Regions from separate parts of the Mus musculus genome. Here region 1 is linked to region 2. Evidence: chromatin contacts called from public promoter capture Hi-C data. All regions are on one chromosome and are shown on one strand. Each heading gives the region's core, a stretch centred on a gene start, on an enhancer-like site or on the middle of the called end of the contact. The rest is flanking DNA. Distances are from core to core; before and after follow the strand shown. Region 1 holds the start of Irf8 (interferon regulatory factor 8). Region 2 holds the start of 1700016A09Rik (RIKEN cDNA 1700016A09 gene).

Region 1 (6,812 bases), core at 3,254-5,753, 200 kb after region 2:
AACACATACGAAGTGGCTTCTGGGATTTGACCAGACAGAAGTGATTCTTCTTGGGACGGGAGGAACCAGCACGCGCTGGTTTTTCTTCTTTCACGGTGCCGGCTTCGGAACTCAGCGCCCCTGCTTGGGTTAAACATGGCCTCTACCGCGGAGCTGTACTACAGCTCAGTTTGTCGTTTGTCTTCTCTTATTGACTCACAGGAATTTTACAAAGTGTTCTGAGTAGAAGTCCTTTCTTTTTCTTTTTGAGACAGAGGCTCAATGTGTTCCCCAGGCTAAAAGTTAACTCCCAGTGCGAGGATCACAGGCTTGCCCCGCCACCTTGGCCTAGCCAATCCGGGTTCTGGAATCCCAGGTGCTGCCTCGCCCTCCTCTGGTTTAGCCAATCCTAGTGCTGGGATCCCAGGTGTTGCCCCGCCCACCTCTGGTTTAGCTGCTCTTTCTAGACCACTTGGTGTCTCTCCAGCCTTGGCTCCTCCCACTACTCAGAATACCAATTCACACTTTTTTTTTTTTTAAAGATTTATTTATTTATTATATGTAAGTACACTGTAGCTGTCTTCAGACACTCCAGAAGAGGGCGTCAGATCTTGTTACAGATGGTTGTGAGCCACCATGTGGTTGCTGGGATTTGAACTCCGGACCTTCGGAAGAGCAGTCGGGTGCTCTTACCCACTGAGCCATCTCACCAGCCCCTGGAGAGATGGCTCAGCCGTTAAAGGCTAGGCTCACAACCAATTCACACTTTTATCAGTTTTATTTATTGTGTGTGTGTGTGAGTGTGCATGTATATATGTGTGTGTGTGAGTGTGCATGTGTGTATATGTGCGTGTGCTTCTGTGCATGTGTGCTGTGCATATGCGGGTATGTGTGTGCATGTGAGTGTGCGTATGAATGTGTGTGTGCTGGGAACCCCATCAGACTGCAGGTGGTAGACCTGCATAGATGAGAAAGGCTTTGAAAAATGCAGGGTTTTTTTTGGGGGGGGGCACACATAGAGGGTAACATGCTCACTGGGGAGCAACCTCCCTACACAGGAAAGGGGTTGGCAAAGCTTGCTTCAGTAGGACACAGGGGACTTTGATCACGAACAAAGAGGAGTAAGTTGGACTACACACTCACATACATACACACATGCACATGAGTATACAGACATACACATATACACACATACACACATGCACGCACACATATACATACATATACACACACACATGCACACAGATTTAGAATAAATTTAAAAAAATTAAAGCATGAAATGTAATTTTTAAAAGATATCAGTGTGGCTGGAATCTGGGTTTTTTAAAATTAAGGTCCATGAAGGCCGGCATAGGAAAGAGGTCAGAAGCTGGATCTTGAGGAGAAGGAGGTGGTAGGAGAACAATGGCTCCCCAAAGATGTCCAAGTCAAAATCCACAGAACCAAGAATGATGTCAGGGACTGATACTCCTCATCTGACGTTGACTAGAGCAACGACTCTGGGTCATCCAGCTGAACCCAGTACAGCCACGAAACCCTTAGTGCAGTGGCCCTCAACCTTCCCAATGCTGTGGCCTTTTAACCCAGTTCCTCCTGCTGTGCTGACCCAGACCATGACATTATTTTGCTGCTACCTCATAACTGTAATTTTGCTACTGATATGGATCATAATGTAAATATCTGATATGCAGACGGTCTTAGGCAACTCTGTGAAAGGGGTCCCGACCTACAGGTTGAGAACCGCTGCCTTAGTGGACCAGGGAGGTTGTAGAGAAGAGCCAGGGACATGAATGCACATTTGCTGGCTTTGGAGATGAACGAGCTCACAAGCCAAGGATTTCCCTGGACATGGCCTCTCTGAGCACCGATTCTCCTCAGAAGGACCTGCTGACACAAGTGGGTGAGGAGTGCCTGTCTTTGTTCTAGTGGCCATACACAGTGAGTGGAGAGGAGGCAGTTTTTAGGTGACAGGAAGGTGTGTGTGTGTGTGTGTGTGTGAGAGAGAGAGAGAGAGAGAGAGAGAGAGAGAGAGAGAGAGAAAGGGGACAGGGACAGAGGGACAGGGACAGAGAGAGTGAGACAGGGACAGAGATTTGGTGACAGTACCCATAGCAAGGAACCTCAGAAAAAGCCTGGGTCACAGCAACAGCAGCCTGGTCTCTCTGGGTGGGGGTGTGCTCTCTGGGTGTCTTAGTCAGGGTCTCTATTCCTGCACAAAACATCATGGCCAAGAAGCAAGTTGGGGAGGAAAGGGTTTATTCAGCTTACACGTCCACATTGTTGCTTATCACCAAAGGAAGTCAGGATTGGAACTCAAGCAGGTCAGGAAGCAGGAGCTGATGCCGAGGCCACGGGGGGATGCTACTTACTGGCTTGCTTCCCCTGGCTTGCTCAGCCTGCTTTCATATAGAACCCAGGAGTACCAGCCCAGGGATGGCACCACCCACCATGGTCTGGGCCCTCCCACCCTTGATCACTAATTGAGAAAATGCCTTACAGCTGGATCTCATGGAGGCATTTCCTCAAGGGAGGCTCTTTTCTCTGTGATAACTCCAGGTTGTGTCAGGTTGTCCCAGAGAACCAGTCAGTACACTGGGTCTGGAGGACATGTTTAATTGCCTCCTCTGGAGAGGCTGGGAGGTGGTGATGGACTCTCTAGAACACTTCGGGGCCTCTTCTCCTTAGTTAAGCCCTGCACATGCCTCTTCTCTTATGCAGTGATGTGACCTAGCTCCACCCCCGACATATGACTTATGCCAGGAGATCCTACACTGAATCTCTCCTGAGTGGCTATCGCTGGCGTGTGGGAAATGTACACGTGGCTCACATGAGACACCACCTTCATAGCTTCACCCTCAAAGACCCCATCAATATTCAGCTGTGAGTCAGTGCCCATTGTAGGTGGCTTGGGTTCTCTTAGGTCCTGAGTGGAGCTATTTCAGACTTCTAGGAAAACAGTTAGAAAAAAATAGACCCCACTCACACCCCGATGTATATGGCTTCAGGACAGTTGTCAGGCAGGCTGGGCTGGTGTCTTCTAGTGTGTACAGAGACACCTGCTGCTAGGACCAGAAGCTAGGGCTGGTGTCCCTAATCTCTCTCTACCTTTAGCTAAGAGGCAGGCACACTGGGTGGACATTTGGGATCTGTTCTGTGCCTTTGATATTTGTAAGTAGGAAAATCTGCATACGCTTATAAGGTGCCTATTTGGGAAATGAAAGGGGTATAAATGCACACAGGAGTCTGTTGTAGTAATCTGAGCGTGTCTGACTTCTGGACTCTGCCCTTCACAGCAAACACTTATTAAAACACTCCCATATTACTATTAAAGAATTTGAGCTGGACTATGGTGGCACACACCTTTAATCCCAGCCCTTGGGAGGCAGAGGCTAGCAGATCTCTGTGAATTTGAGGCCAGCCTGGTCTAGTTCGGGGACAGCCAGGGCTACAGGGAAACCCTGTCTTGGAAAACAAACAATAAACCCAATAATAATAGTAATAAAACAAATGAGCTTTGAAAAGTAGTTTTCATTTGAAATTCCTTGGCTCCAGGGAACTCCACTTGGCTTTTGACTGTTGGATGGTATTTATCATTGAACTAATACCCGGTAATGTCTTAAGTGCCTTTCAGGTATACCACAATGCTCATCAGGATAAACTAGAGTTAGAAGGTTCTGTTTGGAAAATCCTTATTTGAATTCGTATTTATTTGAAACCTAGCCGTATACTTCTTGTATTTGTGGACCAATCAAAAATTCTTGTCGCGGCTCCAACGTTTTCCTAAGTATTTTAAAAGCCAGACGGGTGAGAGTCCTGTAAGCGTGGCCGCAGGTGTGTAATTGGGCAGCCTGCAACGAAAGTCCCTCTCGACCCTCACCTAAGGCTCCCCGCTCCCACATCCTACTCAGGTTGGGAACAGGCTCGACCGGGCTCCTGACATCACTGGGGGACACAAGGGAACCGATAATGCGTAGCCTTCCTGGGGGCATCCCAGCCTCAGCGCTCGCGACTCCCCTGGTTTCCCAGATTTCCTGCGCAATTTCAGGCGGTCATCCTCCATCCAGGAGGGCGCGCTGCAAGTGGCTGTCACCCAGCACGCAGCTCTGGGACTGGTCTTTGCTCTGAAACTCCAGCCTGAGCAGCTGACACTCAGGGTGCCCCTGGACACGTGCCCGGGACAGAGGCTCTCCAAACCTGAACGACACCCCGAGGATGATCCGTGCATCACCAGCCTCCTTGACCTTAGGCAGACGCCCCAGCCCCCCGGCCATTTTTGGGGCAGCCCCCTCCCCCGCCGCCCCCGGAGTAAAGAGAGAAAAGGACTCCACGGGGTCGGGGACGTGCAAAAGTGATTTCTCGGAAAGAGAGCGCTTCAGAGAAGGCGGATTTGGCAGGCTGCGCTGATTGGGCCGCGCCAGCGCCCCTCCCGCTCCTCAATTAGCTCGCGCGACCGTCGCTCTGCGCGCGGGACCCGCCTTCTCCCCCGCCCCATCTATAAAAGCAGGCGCGCGCGTACGGGCCTCCAGGAGCCCGCGGGCGGTCCCGGAGGCGCGGGCAGCGTGGGAACCGGCGGCAGGTAGGACGCGATGGGGTGGGCGCGGGGGCCGGGGCTGTGGCTCTCCCACCTTCGCCCAAACGGAGTGCACAGCACGTTAGCAGGTGCTTGCTCTGGCTGCTCTCCAAAAACAACAACAACAACCAACAACAACAACAACAACAAAACCCAACCAAATGAACAAACACCTCTCCCTTTAAAATCTGCCTGATGGCCAACTTCATAATGAAGAGAAATAGATCTGCCAATCACCGCGCGGCAGCCCGGCTTCCATGCATGAACTATCCAAAGCTCGCGACTGGGCTCGCCCAGGGACCGACTGGCTTTGATTCTGACTAGTGGCAATCTGATTGCCCAGTGGCGCTGGACTTCTCTGATTGTCCAGTGGCCCAGCTGGCCCCGGAAGGAAAGTCTTCCGTGTGGGTCCCACACAGCTCTCAAGACCAGATTTGCTGTGAGCTTGGCCCCAGGCTATAGGGGCAGACTTTTCCCCTGGTGAGAAAGATTACTTACCCACAGCCGGGAAGGGCGTTCAGGGGGTAGAAACTAATAGAAACCATTCACTAGAATCTTAAAATGGTAGATCACTGTTTTGTTTGTTTTTGTTTTGTTTCTGATACAGGGTATCACTCTGTAGCCCAGGCTCATTCCAATGAGCTCCCGGTTATCCGCCTACCTCTTCTGAGTGTTAGGATTTCAGGCGGAGCTTGGGGGGTGCCCAGGTGCTCAATGGCCCTGTTTTTTTCTTTTAAAGTCAAACGATAAGAGCAGTTTCGTGACAGTTCTAGGTTTGTCCCTTTAAGTTATGGCAGGCTCCTTCATGAAGAACTGGGACCGATTCAGTGTCCCTGAGGAAGCTTGGGGCCAGAAAGAGATGGGTCTGTGATGGATTTCCGTTCAGTGGTGGTCAGACTGTGGCCCAGGGCTGAATGAAAGGGATTACGGTGTGGTGTGAGCCCCGCCAAACATGGCTGGTGCAGATGTTGACAGCTGTGTTAGGCGAGCCTCTGTCCCCTGCCTTGTGAGAAGCCTGACCTAAGACACGTTGCTCTAGATGTAAGTTAGCTGTAGGCAGGATTGGGCCCACAGGGAATGCTGCCTCAAAATCAAGAAGAGGAAGCTAGAATCATGTGAGCGTGTTTATAAACCATTAATTGTCCATAGTTGTAAGAGAGTCAGGCTATGCCTGTCTAGGACCTCAGATTGGCCTCCAAGGCAATAGAGGAGATTGTCCAGGTGCTGAGAGCCGGACCCTGTCAGGTGTTCTTTCATCTGCAGAATGAATGAAAGAAAGCATCCCTTCTGTGTGTACTGTCACTGGCAGGGTGCTGGCAGTTTGTGCTGTGCCTGCCCAGGGGATGGTGGTCCCTCCCAGTCTCTCCCCCTTCCGAGTGTAGAAGAGGCTGGGTTAGAGAATTTTAACCTCCTAGCTTCCATGGTCTGCCATTCACCTTTCCTTTTAAACACCCCTTTTCTCTGTCACCCACCAAGACATCTGTCTTTCACAGTTCTGGGGTGTTGGGTACCCCAGGATCCCTGACAAGAAAGTGCCATTCCTGTTCTGGAAAAAACTCCAGCCATGCCAGGGAAGTCCCTTCAGATTTCAGGAGGCTCAGGGACCATGGGGGTATGGGTCACAAATCTATCTCCAGGAGCTGAGTTGAGGCTTTCAATGGACACATCCTCAGATACTCTGGACCCCTGACCCCAGCTCCCACCCCACCCTCATCCTTAGAGGCCACACAAGACACTACCAAACCAGGAGAGCCTCCTATCTCCTCTCCAGAACAAGCTGTTGGAGCCAGGACTCTACTTGGTTTTAGGGGTACCCAATGCCATTTCAGTTCTCTCCCTAGGTATTCCTTTCTGACTTGTCACTTATGAACTCAGTGGTCTTAGAATACTGGGTTTCTTGAGATAACCTTTCTTTCCTGCCTTTCTTGTGAGGGTCCTTAGACTTAGGAGCCAATGGCTTCCCAAGGTGAAGAGCCCCTGCTGAGGTCAGGGTTTCCCAGCCGTCTTGATGATTTGCTTGAGAGGTGCCTCAGGTGGCACCGCACTTGCCTAGCAGGCACAAGCTCTGGGTCCAGTCCTCAGCACGGGGGAAACGGAGGCAGAAAGAAAGATCAGGCGTCCAAGGCCATCTTCATCAAACTAGGGAGTTGGAGATCAGCCTGCGATACAAAACCCTGCCTCAAAAATAAAACTCAAAACTGACTGGAGTCTGACTCCGCTTTAGCCCTCGCTCCCTTCCAAGCCCACTGGTGGCAGTTAGGGC
Region 2 (6,087 bases), core at 746-3,245:
TTGTTTCTCCTGACACCTCCCTGTCCCCCCTCCCCCCTCCCGCGTGCGATTCCCGACGGGTAAAGGCGCCTCTCCCCGCCCCCACTCCTGGGGAGCCCGGCGCATCCTCCTGGTCTCCAGCGTCGTAAACTTGCGGAGGCCACGCTGCCCCGGGCGACGCGAACTAACGCGTGGACCAAAGGCCGCGCAGCGCGTGTGTGGGGCCAGGGACCCGGTGGCCGCAGGTAGGAGCAGCAACTCCGCCCTCCCTCGCCCGCCCGTTTCCCTTGTCGTTTGTGGTCGGCCAGGGGCTTGTGCAAGACTGGCCCGGCGTGCGCCCCCGCCCCGCGGCATCGGCGGCTTCTGCTGGCGCGGGCCCCGAGCGCTGCCCGCCGCCGGCGTCATCGGGAACAGATGGACGGGGGGTGCTGGCGCCCGCGCTCGCTCCCGGCGCTGTCCCGGCTGGCGCGGGAGGGAGGAAGGCGGGGGAGGCAGCGCGCGCCTGCGGAGCACTGCGCGGGCATGTCCCGGGGCAGGTTTGGGGCTGGCACCGCGGTGGAAAGTTGAGACCCGCAGCGGCGCTGAGGTTCCCCCCCCAACCCCCCCGGTGCGGTGGCCTCCGGGCTTGAAAGTCTGAAAGTGGAGGATCATTAAGAGAGCTGTGTAGAAAGGCCGGGCGGGGGAGACCCCGGGACCTCGCGACGACCTTGCCACCTCGATGGCTGCTCTCTGCGCGCTGGGTCCGGCCGAGGGTCCCCGGCTGCCTGGCTCGCGCTGTAACCTCGCGCTTCCCGGGTGGCGGGAAGGGGGTGTTTCTAGGGATCGGTCGCGTTGTGGGCGGGGACGCTGGGGCCCACAGTCCCTCTCCGCGCCGCCTGTGGGTGCCGAGGAATTTCAGGACGCTCCCTGAGTCATCCCCGTGAAGTGCCTGGGTGAGGTAGGGTGGGTGGGGGTGCCAAGAGTGGGAAGGCGGTGCGCTGGGGCCGGTGGCGCGGTGGGTTGTGCCAGTTTCTGGAGGCGGCGGCCTCGCCTCTGACCGCAACCCCAGCTACTTAATGATGCCCCTGGCGCAGCGGCGCCTCCGTGGACTTCTCGAACATGGGCTCTTTAAAGAACTAGAGCCCCCGCCGTTTGGCCTTCTCAAAAATTCCTTAAAGCGAGATGGAGACTTTGCAAAACTTTGGGACAGAGGCTCGTGGCCCGAGCTCTTAACATTAAGTCCTTTAAAGTTGTGGTAATAGATCAGGCATCTTGGAGATCGAGAGAGGCCAACGGCCTATATTGTGTGGTCCCCTCCACTCAGCACAAGGAAAGGCCTATCCCTCCCCTCTCTTAGTGGGTGGCCAGGTGCCAGGCACTGTTCCAGGCGCTTGGGGAGGCGGCTATGAGGCTCGGATATGGCAGGCGTGTTGTAAGCCACTCCTCCCTACTCTTGGAGATGAGTGGCCCGCGAGGCCTCTGAGAGATCCCCCTGGACTGTCCGGACAGCCAGGGTCGCCAGGAGCGCGGGGGGCGGCACCTACCCGGCGGGTTGTGACCGCGCTGGGTGCTCCGGGCGGTCTGTCGGTGCGCGCGCGTGCGCTTGCGGCTGAAACCCGACACCTCCCGCCGGCTGAGGTCAGGGCGCCGGGAGCGAGCCGGGGCCGGGGAGTGGGCGGCGTTGCGCTTGGGTGTGTCCTCAGCGGCGACAGCAGCAGGTGTTTCTTGGCCCAGGCCCCGGAAGCTCCACCTCCCCGAGCGGCGGAGCCGCCGCCGCACAGCCCCGGGTGAGATAAGCAGTTCAGACAAACCCGGGCGACGGTGGCTCCGGCATGTGTCAGGAGCGGTGGAGCAGCGGGGCCCTGGCATGAAAGGTGAGCGCGCGGGTGGGGGATGGTGGCGGGGGTTCCCTCGTTCTTCCTCTCCCCAAGTTTGTGGGCTCGGGAGGGGCGCCAACGGCCGGTGCCAGGTCCCGCGGGTGTGAGGGACGAGAAGCGCGGGGCGCGCGGCCGACCTGAAGCCACACTCGCGGCTGCGCGCGCGCGCGCTGGGCTCAGCCGGCTCTGCTGCCGCGGAAGTGCGCGGGGAAGTGCGCGGGGGCGGCTCCGGGGCTCGGGGTTGTAGCAAAACTTTGGATGGGGCGGGGGCGCCCAGGCAGGTGGTTGGATGGGGGGGGGGGTGCTTTACCTGGGGTGGCAGTCCAAGGGGCCTCCGAACCCCCCGCCCAGCCCTTCCCGCTCCGCCTGGATGCGCCTCCCCGCCCCCCGCGGCCGCGCTGACGGCGAGTGGCCCGCCCGAGTGGAGCCGATTCAATTATATTGCAGCACCAGAGACACCTCGTCGCCCGCCGCCTCTCCGGCAGGCTAATTAAATTCCCTTCTTGGAGGCGGAGCGGGAGCTGGGCTGCCCTCCCCGCTGCCCGCCTCTCCGAGCGCCGGGAGGTGGCGGGGGCCGAATAGGACTGCGAGGAGCAGGCTTGGGGCCGCAGGTCTGGGCATCGGAGCCGGGAGCGAGCAAGGGGCGCCCCCGCGCACCTGCCACCCGTGGTGGGGGTGCCAGCTCGAGTTGGGTCGGTTTGGTGCAAACCAGCCTTTGTCTTCCATGCATTTAAAGCACTCTAAACCCTTACTAGACCCCTGCGGTGCCTTATCTGTCGCGGTTGGGGCCCACACAGGTTGGGGTTTGAAAACAAGCGAGACCACCAAATGGAAGGGGGGAAAAAAACAAACCAAAATACAAGATCCTTTTGTAAAGAGGACCGGAACAAAAGGCGCAGCCTCGCTCTAGGAGGGAGCATCGGGCCTAAGCCGATTCCCAGCACTGGGGGACAAAGAGGCAGGAGGTCTTGGCTGGCCGCTTGGCAGTGTCTCAGTCTGAGACTGGTTTACCCCCTCTTCCCGAGGAAGACAAGGCCCCCCTGGCGAGCAGCCTTCCCTGGGCGTCCGTGTTACTTAAGCTTGGCTACTTAAGTGTTGCTTAGCCTGTGTTTACAGCCGCCCCCACCCGCAGGCGGGGAACCTGAGGCGCAGGCTGTGTCTGACTCAGCCACTCAGTCGCCCCGCCACAGGTGAGGGGGGCCGGGGCACAGGCTCCGACTGGCAGCGTGTGTCATCTGCTATGCTGGGTGTCACGCCCCACCGGGTGGACCGGAACAGGGTTGCTGGCAGCCTCCCTCGATGGGGCTCGCTGTGCCGAAGCCGCTTGCTCAACACTTCTCACAGCCACCGGGTCACGCCTGACCACCTCCTGGGGTGTGTGTGTGTGTGTGTGTGTGTGTGTGTGTGTGTGTGTGTGCGCCTTGATGGCTTGGTACAAGGTTGGCTTTTGTCGCCTGGTTTGGCAGCTGGAGCGGAGGAGGCTTGGGGGGAGGGGGCGCTGGTGAGCAGCCAGCCAGAGACCCGGGGTCAGCCACGCCTTCGGAAAGGAGGTGGGAGGCCTGTCCTGGCTTTGGGCTCTGTTGTGCCTGCCTTAGGGCAGGTTCCGAACCGGGAAGGCAGAGAGGCCAGATCAGGCCCTGACCTGTTGGGGGCAGCTAGTAGGATTCTGACCAGTTACGGTTGAAAAGGGGGTGTATATAGTTAGTTAACATTTTAAAATTACTAGGAATCAGGCCTTGTCAGGCCCCCATTAAGCTAACCTTGGGGCTGGCCTGGGGCGATTCTGATGCCTCCAGGTAGGTTTTTAATGGGGTGGGGGTGGTGGGAAGCTTCCAAAACAGCCTGACCCTTTGGAAGCCTCTGGTTGCTCTTGGCTAAGCTGTCCCTCTGGCAGGCAGGCAGGCGGCCTCTGGCTGTGAGTAACTTAACTTCCCTGTCTCTGGAGGAAGTTGGAAGCTGCAGATCTCAAAGGGCTGTGCGGTTTGCAGAAAGGCAGCCACCTCAGGGCCCTGCGCCTCTAGCCAGAGGAAGGGGGAGGAGAGGTCTGCACCACTTTGTGGTGGACCCTGGGCCTGCACCTTCCCAGCCAGGCCCTCGCCCAAGCCCGCCAGAGTCCTTCCCCAGCTGGCCTTGACCCTTCAGGCAGGTGTGGTCCATTTCCCCGGCTATGAAGGAGGTCTAGCCTCAGCTCCCTGCTGCTGGTCTCCTCCTCTTCCTAGAGACGCAATGAGTAATAGCCAGCTGCCGCTTTTTCCCCCCTTGCCCCCAGGAACCCGCAGGGGCTTGTGGAGTGAGCCAGCAGGGCCGGTTTTTCCTGGCTCCATCTGCAGCCTTGGAATGCCCAGCCTGGGTTACTCCAAAGCCTGGTGGGGTTGGATAGGAGCCTTCTGGGGGGGGGGGCACGTTAATTACCCGTGTTGTGGCAACAGCCACAAACCCTCTATGAGGCCCAACCCCCACCCCTTTCCCTCTCTCCCTCTCCTGGGATCTTAGGGCAAGAGAGCATGTTTAACCTGCAGAGAACTACGTTTGAGGTGACATTTCAGCCCCGTGGCTGTGCGGCAGACCTGCCGAGTCACTTTAATTTCTGCCCCCATGGAGTCTCAGATCTCCGAGTCCTGGCCAAATGCAGCCCGCCAGTACTGCTGGCTTCACTTCCCACTATGGCCTTTCTCTCCACCCCCCCCCCCCCACAAGGCACACAGGCCACAGCCTAGGAGGTGACGTTTCTGAGTGTTCCTGTCAATGAGAATTTATCGAGTGCCTCCTGAACCCGGCCTCGCACTCACTGCTGGGAGGTGTACAGACAGATGAAACGAGAGAGCATCCAACGTGCTGCCAATGTGCGCTCCGGAGGCCTTTTAATCTGGCCTCTGCAGAGCATCTCCCCACCAGCTCCTTACACTCCCTCATGCTCTCCACCCCAGCCAGATAAAGCTACTTGAGCAGTCCCTTTCTGGCAAAGTCCGTGTCCTTGTACAGGTTGCCCTGGGTCTGGTGGGCTCCAGGCACACCCGCTCTTCTCCCCTCGGTGCCTGTCTCTCTGTGCCCACCTTTTAGAGGCCAGGAGAGTGACAGCTAGCCTCAGGGAGACTAGGCCTGAAGGGATAACTGTAGTAACAGGGACATCTTGAGGACACCAGAGTCTGTTCTCAGTCACCATGAAAAATGGGGGAAAAGGGTTTGGCTGTTAGGGATTCTGAGGAAAGAGTCATCATTAACTGGAGTACGGGATGTGTGGAAAAAGGGGGGGTGTATTCTGGTTTCTGAGGATCATCATTGACTACAGTTTAGGAAAAAAGCACCTGGTATCCATGTCATGCCTCCATTCAGATGAACCCCCATCTCTGGGATGGGACCTAGCATCTGTATTGTTATTTACTGTTTTGTTGGGGTTTTGTTTGTTTGTTTTTTAAAATTTATTTTGCCCAGTGTAGTGGTATAGGCTTCTTAATTCCAGCAGTCAGGAGGCAGAGGCAGAGGCAGGTGGATCTCTTGAGTTCCAAGATAGCTGGGGCTACAGAAAGAAAAAAAAGGGGGGGGGGTCGGTGATGCTAGAGAGATGGCTCAGTGGTTAAGAGCACTGACTGCTCTTCCAGAGGTCCTGAGTTCAATTCCCAGCAACCACATGGGGGCTCACAAGATCTGATGCCCTCTTCTGGTGTGCCTGAAGACAGCTACATACAGTGTACTCATATACATAGAATAAATAATTCTTAAAAAAGAAGCTGAGCAGTGGTGGCACACGCCTTTAATCCCAGCACTTGGGAGACAGAGGCAGGCGGATTTCTGAGTTTGAGGTCAGCCTGGTCTACAGAGTGAGTTCCAGGACAGCCAGAGCTACACAGAGAAACCCTGTCTCGAAAAAACAAAAAAGAAAGAAAAAAAGAAAAAAAGGATTTGTATTTATGTGTATGTGTGAATGCCTTCATGTTTGTATCATGTGTGTACGGTGCCCACAGAGGTCAGAAGAGGCCATTGGATTCCCCTGAAACTGGAAATGTAGATGGTTCGGAGCCACCATGAACGCCCTGCCCATCCAGTCATTCTCCCTGAGAGCTGGAAGTGCTTGGAACTGCTGAGCTATCTCCAGCCTGGTTATGGGTTTTTTGTTTTTGTTTTTGTTTTGAGACATTCTTGCTCTGTTGTTCTAGTCAAGCCTGAAAAACTTTATAGATAGACTGGCCTGATCTCAAACTCTCCCGGTCTTTGCCAGCAAGGGCTGGGGTTAAAGGTGCGCTGCTGTTAGAAA

Evidence for each region. Promoter capture Hi-C pulls out the DNA fragments that hold promoters and counts their contacts.
Region 1: a contact with region 2 is called in a promoter capture Hi-C map of pre-B cells, with 6 times the contacts expected there. The contact joins the promoter of Irf8 here to the promoter of 1700016A09Rik in region 2. A contact is called at or near these places in 4 of 39 promoter capture datasets (the C10 cell line, liver and pre-B cells), 2 of 484 Hi-C or Micro-C datasets (embryonic stem cells and pre-B cells), 1 of 115 datasets of contacts at active chromatin or transcription factors (memory CD8 T cells) and 2 of 9 other capture datasets (liver and pancreatic islet).

Annotation. Positions count from the first base shown.
Region 1 is chr8:120,731,855-120,738,666 of GRCm38.p6, forward strand. Irf8 (interferon regulatory factor 8) reads left to right here and starts at 4,504. Exons shown (of 9, transcript NM_008320.4): 1 at 4,504-4,555.
Region 2 is chr8:120,535,731-120,541,817 of GRCm38.p6, forward strand. It overlaps 1700016A09Rik (RIKEN cDNA 1700016A09 gene), which reads right to left and starts at 1,996. Exons shown (of 1, transcript NR_151732.1): 1 at 1,162-1,996. It overlaps Gse1 (genetic suppressor element 1, coiled-coil protein), which reads left to right and starts at 1,679. Exons shown (of 16, transcript NM_001145896.1): 1 at 1,679-1,832. The coding sequence starts at 1,826. It overlaps Mir7687 (microRNA 7687), which reads left to right and starts at 2,966; the gene lies at 2,966-3,024.